2 separate regions of the Gossypium hirsutum genome follow, and region 2 is linked to region 1. Evidence: chromatin contacts called from public Hi-C data. All regions are on one chromosome and are shown on one strand. Each heading gives the region's core, a stretch centred on a gene start, on an enhancer-like site or on the middle of the called end of the contact. The rest is flanking DNA. Distances are from core to core; before and after follow the strand shown. Region 1 holds the start of LOC107901270 (E3 ubiquitin-protein ligase ATL42). Region 2 holds the start of LOC107901179 (protein unc-13 homolog).

What was found. Hi-C and Micro-C count contacts between places; a contact is called where the count stands out from the background.
Region 2: a Hi-C map of leaf shows a contact between it and region 1, with 2.1 times the contacts expected there. The contact joins the promoter of LOC107901179 here to the promoter of LOC107901270 in region 1. A contact is called at or near these places in 3 of 34 Hi-C or Micro-C datasets (all in leaf).

The regions. Positions count from the first base shown.
Region 1 is chrD06:11,579,192-11,584,966 of Gossypium_hirsutum_v2.1, forward strand. LOC107901270 (E3 ubiquitin-protein ligase ATL42) reads right to left here and starts at 1,668. Exons shown (of 1, transcript XM_016827197.2): 1 at 1-1,668. The coding sequence starts at 1,322. The coding sequence ends at 78. LOC107901272 (ninja-family protein mc410) reads right to left here and starts at 5,007. Exons shown (of 4, transcript XM_016827201.2): 1 at 4,637-5,007; 2 at 3,584-3,995; 3 at 2,981-3,469; 4 at 1,816-2,547. The coding sequence starts at 3,866. The coding sequence ends at 2,042. It overlaps LOC121218476 (putative B3 domain-containing protein At4g03170), which reads right to left. Exons shown (of 1, transcript XM_041095679.1): 1 at 5,198-5,775.
Region 2 is chrD06:11,802,251-11,808,168 of Gossypium_hirsutum_v2.1, forward strand. It overlaps LOC107901179 (protein unc-13 homolog), which reads left to right and starts at 3,155. Exons shown (of 5, transcript XM_041095682.1): 1 at 3,155-4,278; 2 at 4,636-5,502; 3 at 5,829-5,918. The coding sequence starts at 3,772.

The DNA.
Region 1 (5,775 bases), core at 418-2,917:
GAAAATGTTTTTTTGGAAATGTGTAGCTGTGCCTGCCTAGTGAAATTATGTACAAAATGCAACTATTAGTCCATTAATCAAACATCTAAATGGTGTGTTGGACCCTGAATTTGTTGTTCACACCTTTCTCTATTGGCAAACCATTGCACTGTTCTTCTAGCTATTGGCAACCAAAGCAGCCTTCTCCTTTCCTCCTCTGTGTACCTTTCAGGCAATGAACACTCACTTTTTCTGTTCCTCCTACCATCGTCTTGAAACCTCGATAAAGCAGTGATATCCGACATTGATCTTTTCTCAACTTGGTTAGTAATCCTTGATGCAGCATGACTCGTACTAGCTGCTGAATCCGATGTGAAAGCCACATCAGGAGTTGAAACTGGCTTGTTTAACAGTCTCTTTATCTCCAATTCCCTTTTGATCTTCGTAATTCCTTCGTTTTCGATTGTCCTTGTTTTCGTACACTGCTCCTTGTTTATGTCTAGGTACACAAATCTGTTGCTCGACATGTCGTTAAGCATCTCTGAGCTCAAGAACATCAGGTCGGATGAACTTACACTGCTCCACCGGTTTTGCAAAACTACATCAGATACAATGATCTTATGATTGACCTTATGGAATCCATCATCATCAACATCCTCTTGGATTAGAACTTTGGTTTCGATATCACCCTTCTCGGATTTTCTGAAACTGGTTCCGATGCTGAACCTTGATGAGCCATGATGCTCTTGCTCTCTCTGGACATACAGCTCTATGTTGGAGTCTTCTCTTAGCTCAGATTGGTTCATTGAGAACCGCATGCTGTTTGTATATGTAAAGATTGTTGGGTCATTAGCGTTGACCTTCTGCCTGCAAAGAGGGCAACTTGAGTGCTTTTCTAGCCATTGATCAATACAATCAATGTGAAAGCCATGTTTGCATTGAGGCAGCAACCTTAGGATCTCAATATCTTCGAATTTTGATAAGCAGACTGCGCATTCAAGCCCTTGTTTTGATCCTTTAAGTGAAGAGAACTTAAAGAAAGGAAGCGATTCCACAACTTTCTTGTCGATCCCTGAGGACCGAGACCTTGTTCGGTTGAGTATTCGACGATGATGATCAGCATGAACCGTTGCTGCACTGTGACAGAATTTGGCATAGACAAGCAGGAAAAACGTCAAGGCAAACATGACACAGAGTATACCTATGACAACCGCCAGGCTCGGTTGGAAATTTGAGACAGCATCTCCTGAAATTGCATCAGTCTCACTTGAATACGATTGTGCATCAACAACAACCAAAAAAAGGAAAATAAGAACTAAACTGATCAAAATAGATCGAATCATTGAAGAACACGTCTCTCAGAACCCAGAATTCTATTGCTTCCCTCCTAGCATTTAAGCTGAAACATGTACATATATATATATATATATTAGACCATGTGGGGGTAGTTTGACATTGGTTTGTTAAGCATAGTCCCAATCCTGACAAACATGTCACTCCCCTAAAAGAGCGTCCTTTTTAATGTTTGGCAGCTTCCTTTATTTTTATTTCATATTGCAATGCATGCCTTTTTTAAAATGTTAAAATTTCAGAAGTGATGACATAGTGGAGAGACTTTTTGATTGCATACAAAATTTGGACTCGGCCCTGGTGGCGTTTTCTGAGACAGCCAATATACGGTACCAAACTTGTGGTCTTATGCTGTCATAAAAAAACCAATCATGCTATAAATAAACATGGCTGCCATTAAAATTCTTCAACTGCCTGCATTATATGTATATACATATAAATATAAAAACACGTATTGCATTCTAAAGGAGAATCATAAAACCAAAGTGGTGGGGAAGTCTCCTTTACTGCTATAAAAGCATGTCAGAAATGATGTTTCAGATTATAATTAGACAAAGAAATGATGCTACAAATATTATTACATACAAATGCAGTATTTAACTGCAGCAGTGATACAACTGAGAAAGGAAACAAATAACTATATTCAGTGAGGAAAGCAAGGACTCACACGTGTATTTCAATGTCACACTTGATTGCATGTCCATTTTACGCTTCAGGTCTGAGCAGAGCCGGCAGGATTGGTACTAGGGAATGTTGCCAAACGGTTTTTATTATCTGGATCAGTGCACTCTTCGCTGGCATGCCGAACAAACTCTTCAGGGGACATGTGGGTACCATGGCAAGCACAAACAATCTTTATCTGGTTTGCGCTGAATCTGTAAGTGACGCCAGAAATTGTTCTACCGTGTGGGCCAGTACCTGTGGTTGAAACCCATGGTAAATTTGGAAAAGAACCAGATCCCCCAAATTTCAGGTCTGCGGCAATACCAGGCTTTATGATTGAAAAATCAAGAGTTACTACGCCTTCTGCTGTAGGTTGATCCAATGGAGCATTTGCTCTGAGACTCATGCTGCTGCTTCCTTTTACATCTTCGTCTACCGGAGTACAGGAGCTTTCCTCTGTGGCATGCTGTTTACCTTCGCCATTGACTTCCTTGAATGTTCCACCGTTATATTGTGCAGCCTCAGAGGAATTGCGCACAATTGTATGCACAGAAGCTACATTAGACAAAGGGAAAGTTCATTAACAATTAGTAGCCTTGATGATACACAAAGGTAAAATAGTGTTTGAAAATCATTACGGCACAAATGTAAAAATAATAAGTTCTTAGAATAAAATGCTGAAATAAGTATCATATAGAATTCATTCATACATTTATGTACTAGATTATTCAACACATACTAACAAGTGATTTTCCTTTAGCGTCAAGAATATTTTGAATCTCACTTTCTTGTCTGGGCAAAAAGGTTTCAAAATGCATGAAAGTATATACTTGATGCTTTTAATATATGATAACTCAGAGCTCTCAATGAAGTGTAGAAAAAACAGATCAGTAGGCATATATTACAAATCACATCCATCCATTAATCACATCATATTGCTCGTTTTCTTTTTCTTTTCCTATCCTCAAGCTAAGGGAGAAAGAGATACCTTGTGATATTTTCAATCCATCACTATGCTTATCAGAATTAGGTGGACCTTTTCCAACAGACATCGGTTGGAACTGTGGTGAGTGAGAGACCGTACCCCAGGGATTATCCTTATCTAACAGTGGAAGTTGAACAGGTGAATAACCAAACATAACTGGCAAGTTTCCAGGATTCACTGACCCTTCACCATTTCCAGAAGGCCTACTATGTATCATGCCAGGTAGTGTATGACCTGATGAACTGGGGGTTCCAGGAGAGTTAGAATGCTTCATTGTTAATGAAAATGGCACATTCAGGACATTTACAGATTGAACCGGGCATGGATTGCCGTAATTCAAGTTTCCAAGCTTAACCTCCTTCGGCACCTCAGAAGAATCACTAACTCCAATAAACCGCTTGGAACCATCATCATGACGTGAAACTAGCCTCAAGGGTGAACCCTCAACTTCAGATTCAGCTACATCTTCATTCTCCGCAGTAGAGCCATCTTCTGTTGTCATGGAGATATGTGATGTTTTGGGTTTTTCAGATAAATCAACATGATGAGCTTCTCTCTCAAGCTTCTTTGGATTGTTTATCTCATCAAACAAAATCTTACGCTTACCATTCAAGTTCACAGAGGCTTCTGCATCACCAGCAGCCTTGGAAAGATCATTAAAGAAGTTTTCCAAAGGTTTCACTGGATCACTTCTGTGAGAACTGACACCAGGGTCCTGTTTCTGGGTTCTGGTTTGAAGAAAGTTTTTAAAGTCATCCACAATTTCGACGCCTTTATCGCCTTCTTCTGTCCTAGTATCTGAAGAACTACTAATTTTGCCTTTAGATTTGGCAGACAACGTACTGTAAGATAGACCCAAGCTAAGCTCCAGCCCATTTTCATCCTCCATTCTATATCAATTCACAGTATATTCACGAAGTTCCAGGTATAACCTCTACCGATCCTCCCTACAGAACATCTATTATAGAATACATAATACAACTTCAATATATGCTAGAACCATCTTAAACTTGCATGCCTGCACAAAAGCCAGATAGGAAATACAAGAAGATTAAAAGAACACTTACTTCCAAACAGTTTTACAATGAAACAACAACTTATTTTTCTTCGGCGATGGCGTCTAAAAAGAGGAACTTTAGGTTTAATCTGAATTCAATCTACCAAAATGTAACAAACCCATTTTCATATTAGTCTTACCAAATCATAATGTTAGGGAAAAAATGGTTAAAGGAGATTAATTTAAAAAATCACACACACGAAAACAAAAACATAATGGAAGTGCCAATGGTTACCCTGCAAAGTAAAGCTAAACAAAAATTAAAGTGCTCATGTTTTTTAGTGGAGAGGCAGGGGTTTAAAGAACAAGAACAAGCATCGCAATTGGCAGCAAGAATATGTATTTTAATTTATTTTCGACATTCATTTATCAGTAAAAAGAAGAACATTCCAGATCTATTCCCAGAAATAAAGATATTTAAGAAAATAAAATCAAACCCGAATCAGTTTGAACTAAAAATTCATAATTAGATCCAAACAAAACCAGAAACCCATTTTGTAAAAATCATTAAACTTTGTCAAAACCCTGCACAGATTCAATAAAGAACCCCTAAAAAAATTGAAAAAAAAAACAGTAAGAAAAATGAGGAAAGAGAAAATCACCTGAATGAAGACAGAAAAAAACCAAGGTTGTCTTTGCTCTATCACATGCTCACTCAAACAAAACACTACACTGAAAAATGTGAGAAAATGTTGTGAATTACCTAATAGGATTTAACAAATATATATGTATATATACCATGTGACCACATATATATATTCTTATTGCTGCTCACCATACCACACGTATGTACATATATTATCTGTCCATCTCCAAAATCTTTTCTAATTTTCATTTTTACCCCTATTTTTTTGAGTTTGTTCTCACTTTGATCATGTCCAAAGATGTTTAAGGATTTACATTTGTTGTTTGTTTAACTAATTAAACACCATGCATGTGAATAAAAACTTGCTCTAATTTTATATCTCATCTTTGGCTGTATAGTTTCTTTACATGCATATATTTTTAATGCAAAATTGCAAGTAAGCAATGTTCAGTTCTTTTGGTCTGTCTTTACAAGGATTGGGCTAATTATGATTTTCATCTCTCTTAACAATTTATATACAAAAAGTTGGAAAAAGGCAAAGAATTTAACAATTTATATGCAACAAAAATGCAAACAAAGCAGTTAAATGGAATTCAAGTGGTAGTTGAACAATATTTTATTGATAAAGGAACATGCAAAATCTGGTTCAGTAACTTACTGAGACACCAGAGACCGTTGGTGACAGAGGATGCCACTCCTTACGTGGAGCATGAAACAGAACATTAGCAAACATGTTTCTTCACCAAATCTTTTTTGTGGTAACCAAAGAGAGAATGATCATGTCATGTCACCAATCATTACTCTGTTAAGTTGTTAATCATTATGAGATTAATATATGAGATTTCAGCCTCTGTCTGCAGATTCATTCAACAAGAGTATACACAACTAAGTGAAATGTATGGCAAACAAGCATCAAAACAAAACTCTTTAGAACTTCCAGAAAGGATATTATTCCCTATATCATCTTTTCTCCTATTATTTCCAACATTTAATATACTTTATATAAATAAAATAGAATACTCCGTTCCTTTCTACTTTCTAATCCTAATATATGTAGTATTAATAGCTTTATTGATGTGTCTTGACTCTATCGAGAGCCTTACAAGTTCACAAGTCAAAGGGTGTATCAAGAAGTTCATTATTGTCCCGATCAGT
Region 2 (5,918 bases), core at 1,905-4,404, 220 kb after region 1:
GCTTAAATTTAATATTATTTATATTTGTTTTATCTATTTATTCACTTATTTATTCTTTTACTTTTAAAGCATTTAATTTCGATATTATTCATATTTGTTTTATCAATTTATTTATTTATTATTTTACTTTTTTTAAATACTTCAATTTAATGTTATTTGTTTTATCTATTTATCAATTTATTATTCTTTTTTAAGTATTTAAAATTGGACACCACTTTTTTTTTAAAAAGCCTTGTTCTTTGGAAGATCTATCCCGTGCCTGGTACTGTATGGTTCCACTTTGCAAGAACGCCGAATCATTCTCTTGAAGCTCATACTTTTCATCATAAATGATCTGCTTGCTCCGAAATGACCCAGCCCAATAGGGAAATCCCAATTCATTTGGCCTTTCGATACAATCAAATAGAAAGCCCTAAGGGCGCCATATCCTAGGAGCCCAAACTATGTGATTGAATAAATCCTCCTCTATCTGTTGTGGGTCGAGTACTCCTTCTCCTTCCCCTTCTTCAAACTCCAATTTGTATTTTTCATAGAGATTTCTCTTATCAACGATAGAACAAGATCTATTTTGTATCATATATAAGGGATTCCCTGGCTCAGATCGAAGAAGCAATGTCACTCGATCATTATCAAACTGACCGTAATCTTTTTCTGTCCGTGAGGATCCCACCAGAGCGTCTTCTACTTCTAATAGGCCATGAACTAAATCAGAATCATTCTCAACGAACCCATAAGAAGTGATCCTATTTTTTTATCGGGTCCGGGTAGAGACCAAAGGTCTTGAGCGACCGATCAGGCAGAACAACTCAAAAGATAAAGGAGTATCGTTAATTTCTTCATGCTCATTCCAAGCTCGAAGTACCATTTGTACAAATAAGAATCCCCTTCGTTACATGATTTCTTCTCCCGAACCCGTTTCCTGAATTTTGTAGACCAAAAATATTTGTTTTAATAAATCAAACCGTTTATTAAAACGATCAAATTACGAGGTGACCCGATCACACCTCATAAAAAAGATTGGTGGTGACTCTCATCTTTATTTTCAAAATAAAGTCGATTTTCAAAAAAAATTCCGACATATACCTTAATATATTCCAACTCATGTGTTTTTAAGGTGATTTGCCCATTTAAAGGTTGATCTGAAAAGTAAGAGAATTTAAATAAAAGTATAAGCTCAAAAAATGGATTTGAACAAATAATAAAGCTCATTTTGTAAACGAATCGAGCCTTGAGTAGCATTTTTTTAGCTTGGGCCCGACCTAGTCCAACCCGAATCACTTGCCCGTACACTTTTTTTTTTCAATTTGTTGGAAAATATTTATTTTGATATTTTTAGTATATTTGATATATTATATTTTTTAGATTTGTTTTTATATAAAAAATAATCTAGAAAATTTATTATGATCGGGCTTGGGTTTAACATTTTTAATATGAGCTGGGTTTAGAAAAAAAATTTAAGTCTATTTTTCGAATTGAGTCGAGACTAAGCTTAAAAAGTGAGCCTAAAATTCTATATTGATCTGGCTAGCCCATAATCAACTATATTACAAATCAAACTAAAATTTAATTAATTTAAAGAGTTTAAATTTAATGTATTAATTATATATAAATTTTTTTTATAAAATATCAATTAATTAAATGATAATATATTATAAAAATATTTAAAAAAAATCAAATAACTTCACCTTCTAATAATAAATAACCATTTAATTTATTGATAGTATTTAAAATGAAGCGCAAATTTTAAACTTGTTGACAATAAAAAGAATTGGTCTCAATCCCTGCAGCAAATTGTAGTAAGAAAGCTATTTTGAGATTCTATATTCTGACAACAATTTGCTTGAAGCTGAAAGATGTAATAAATAAAATATTTTTTGGTTGATTGAGCTCATCATTCTCTCACTTGTTTGCCATCTAATCTATTACACCAGTCAACACTATTACTTTACTTGCCCTTTTATCTTTAAAAAAAAAAAAGGAGAAAAATATAATAATAAAAAGGCTTAGACGTTTGGTATTTCAATTGTGAGTTTACTCAAAGGAAAAAAATATATAAAAATCCCATAAAAGTCTTTTTTTTTATAAAAACATGAGGAGAATCAGAATAAAATTATTTATCACATAACATAATTATAAAATATAACTAAATAGATTTCACAAGCGACAAGATTAATTTAAAGTAGGATAAATTTGGATAAATATACACATGCTTTTACTATAAAATCAAAATTTTCATATACACTAGAAAATTACGGCACCTATAATGTGAGTGAATTTTTTAAACAAATATAGTTGTTAAAAATTGATATAGAAATTAAATGAGATTTTGATTGAGATGGTAAGGTTACATATTTAAAATTCATTGTATCATAGGTTTAAGGGATAAATATCAAAACTGCACATGAACTTTGATTTTGTGTGATTTTATACATGAAATTTTGGTTTGGTTTGGTTCAAGTTTCATAAATCACAAACATCATCGAATTAGCACTATTTTGCATACACAAACAATTACATTATTCCAATATGAAAATAAATGTATGCATTCATTTCTTTAAATGTGTACAATTGAAGCAAAATAAAGTTTCATTATACATATGAACTACAATTGAAGTTTCATGTGTATAATTGTACAAAACCAAATTACACATTGAACCAAAATTTATGTATAAATTTAATATTTATCTCTAAGTTTAAATATCATTATAATTGATTTTATAGAAAAATATAAAAAAGATAAAGCTGATCTAATAATAATATAATCTACTTTATATATAGAAGAATATTTTAGTAAATTTTCAATTGAATTAATGCTTAATTGACCTGTTACACTAACTCGATCTATGATTTTCATTATAAAAACAAAAAATTCATGTTATTAACTAAACTTTATAATACTACTAGTAAAATTCATTAAGAAAAATCAAAATTTGCATCTATTTAAGTGAATTTTAAGGTCACACATCCACTTCAAAGTTATTATCATTGCCATAATAAAAGAGAAACAAAAAACTTCCTCTCTTCCATTTCCACCACAAAAAAACCAAACCAACAAAGAATGCTTAGAGTTTCACATTAACTTTGAATCTAGAAAAGAAAAAAACAACAACTTTAAGCTACATTATGAACTGTAAATTAAATGTCAAACTGGTCCAACATCCCAATCTACATTAAAATTATTTCACCAACAAAAAGGTTTAATTTTAAATTTTATCCCTCTACCTTATGCAAACTGAGAAGTTAATCCCTTTATTTAACATGGGTTAAAACAATTGAATTAATTTCCCAGTTTTAATAAATTACAATGATCAAAATGTATCAAATTAGAATAGGGGGACCAAATTTTAAATTTTTGTAAAGTATAAGGATGGAATTCAATTAAAGAAAGAGTCAGCAATTATCTCTATTAAAAAAGGAAAAGAAGAAGAAACTACACCGCACGCGCTCCTGACTCGGTCTGGCTGGCTGCTCTCAAAGACAACGGCAATACCATCATTTTATTTATTTTCTTCTTAATGCTCATCCATTTTTTTTCTTACAAAAAGATACCAAATTCTTTGACTGTCTGTCTATATTATTTTGTTGTTTTAAACTTTTATTTTATGATGAATTTTGTATGATGAATTTTGCAGAAGTTTCATTTTGTTTCCTTTAAAGTCAAGCAAGAATCTTAACTAATAAAAAAGAAAAAGGCAGTAAAGTAAACAATCCCATAAAACCTTCATCTTTAAGCCCGTTTTAATTTATTCTTTTACTCTGCAATTCTCAAACATGTCGGGTAGATTAAGGGATAGAAGTTCCAGCCAAGCCAAACGACACAGCCATCATCAAACGACGACCACGGTGGCGGCGGCGGCGGCAATGCCTAATTTCTTGACCGAGACGCTGCCGTGTCCTTTCGGGGAGTTGGCGACGAATTTGTCGGATTCGGCGCTCCGTGAGACGGCTTATGAGATTCTGGTTGGAGCTTGTCGGAGTACCGGTGGGAAGCCTTTGACTTACATATCGCAGTCGGAGAGGAACTCGGAAAGGACGGCAACGCCGACTCTGACGTCGACAGCGTCGTTGCAAAGGTCGTTGACATCGACGGCGGCGAGTAAGGTGAAGAAGGCTTTGGGATTGAGATCGTCTGGGAGAAAGAAAGTGAGTGGTGAGTCGGACTCGGAACGAGTCAAAAAGGCGGTTACAATTGGAGAGATGTTGAGGGTTCAGATGGGAATTTCAGAGCAAACGGATTCCAGGGTTAGAAGAGCTCTTTTGAGAGTTGCCGCTGCTCAGGTTTGTTAAAAACTGTATATATTAACCTTTTTTTTTTTTGTCTTTTTTTCCTTTCAATTTTACTGAGAGAAGCAACTTTTTTTTTTTTGGCGTTTCTCTTTATTTAAGCTTAAGTTATGTAATTCCGTAGAAGTAATTTGTGCTAAGCTGAATAAATTAGAAGCTTTTAATTTTCTTAATTTTTTTAATTTGATAATTTATGCTGGAATCACTGTGGACAACAACAGTTGTTGATTATTGAGAATGTTTGTGGAGTTTTGAGTTCATTCATGTTTTTTTTTTTTTTTTTTTTGCTGCTCAAATTTTCTTATTTTTTTTATTAACAGTACATATGTATGTATGCTGTACGTTTATCAGCTTGGAAGACGGATAGAGTCAGTAGTGTTGCCACTTGAGATGTTGCAGCAACTCAAGCCTTCGGATTTTCCGAATCAAGGAGAATATGAAGCTTGGCAAAGGAGAAATCTGAAGCTTCTTGAAGCTGGATTACTATTGCATCCTCTCTTGCCACTGGACAAGACCGACGCTGCTCCGCAGCGACTACGACAGATCATTCGTGGAGCCCTCGAGAAGCCCTTGGAGACTGGAAAAAACAATGAATCAATGCAAGCACTCCGGAGCATTGTTTTATCTCTTGCTTGTAGAACCTTTGATGGGTCTGCTTCTGAGACTATCCACTGGGCAGATGGATTCCCATTGAATCTCAGAATTTACCAAATGCTGTTAGAAGCTTGTTTTGATGTTAATGATGAAACATCGGTTATTGAAGAAGTTGATGAGGTTCTTGAACTCATAAAAAAGACTTGGGTAGTCCTTGGAATGAATCAGATGCTGCATAATCTTTGTTTCTTGTGGATATTGTTTAACCGTTATGTGGCTACTGGTGAAGTGGAAGGGGATCTATTGTTTGCTGCCAATAATCTGTTGATGGAAGTTGAAAAGGATTCAAAGTCCATGAAAGATCCCAATTACTCCAAGATATTGAGTTCTACTTTGAGTGCAATCTTAGGTTGGGCGGAGAAAAGGCTTCTTGCCTACCACAATTATTTTCATAGTGATAACACTGAGTTATTGGAATGTGTTGTTTCTGTGGGAGTTCTATCAGCAAAGATAATGGTAGAAGATATCTCGCATGAGTACCGTAAAAAAAGAAAGGAATTTGATGTGGCTCATGAGAGAGTTGATACATACATACGATCATCACTGCGCACTGCTTTTTTTCAGGCAAGTTTTCACTATTTCAAATGTCCATACATATTATTGGGCAGTGCAAGATAACAAGGCTCCTATAGTTTCATTTCATGATATAAATTCGTTTTTAACATTTTCCATATGATAGATAGGTTTTCAGCATTTGCAAGTTTTTGCAGGCATATTAAATATGCAAATTTTCCAAGTGCAGCGTCATCATTTCTTTATGAGTAGCATTTCCCCTTACTAAACCCTAATATTTGTTTTGTTAGCCTTAAATTCTATATTTAGACCAAGTTTATTAAATTCCCGTCTGAAAGTGACTCAAGGTTTTCTCTGTTGATAATGTATTTAGACAGATAATGGAGAAGGTGAAGTCTAGCAAACGCTCATCTAATAAGAACCAGCAAAATCAGCTTCCTTTCCTTTCCATCCTTGCACAAGATGTC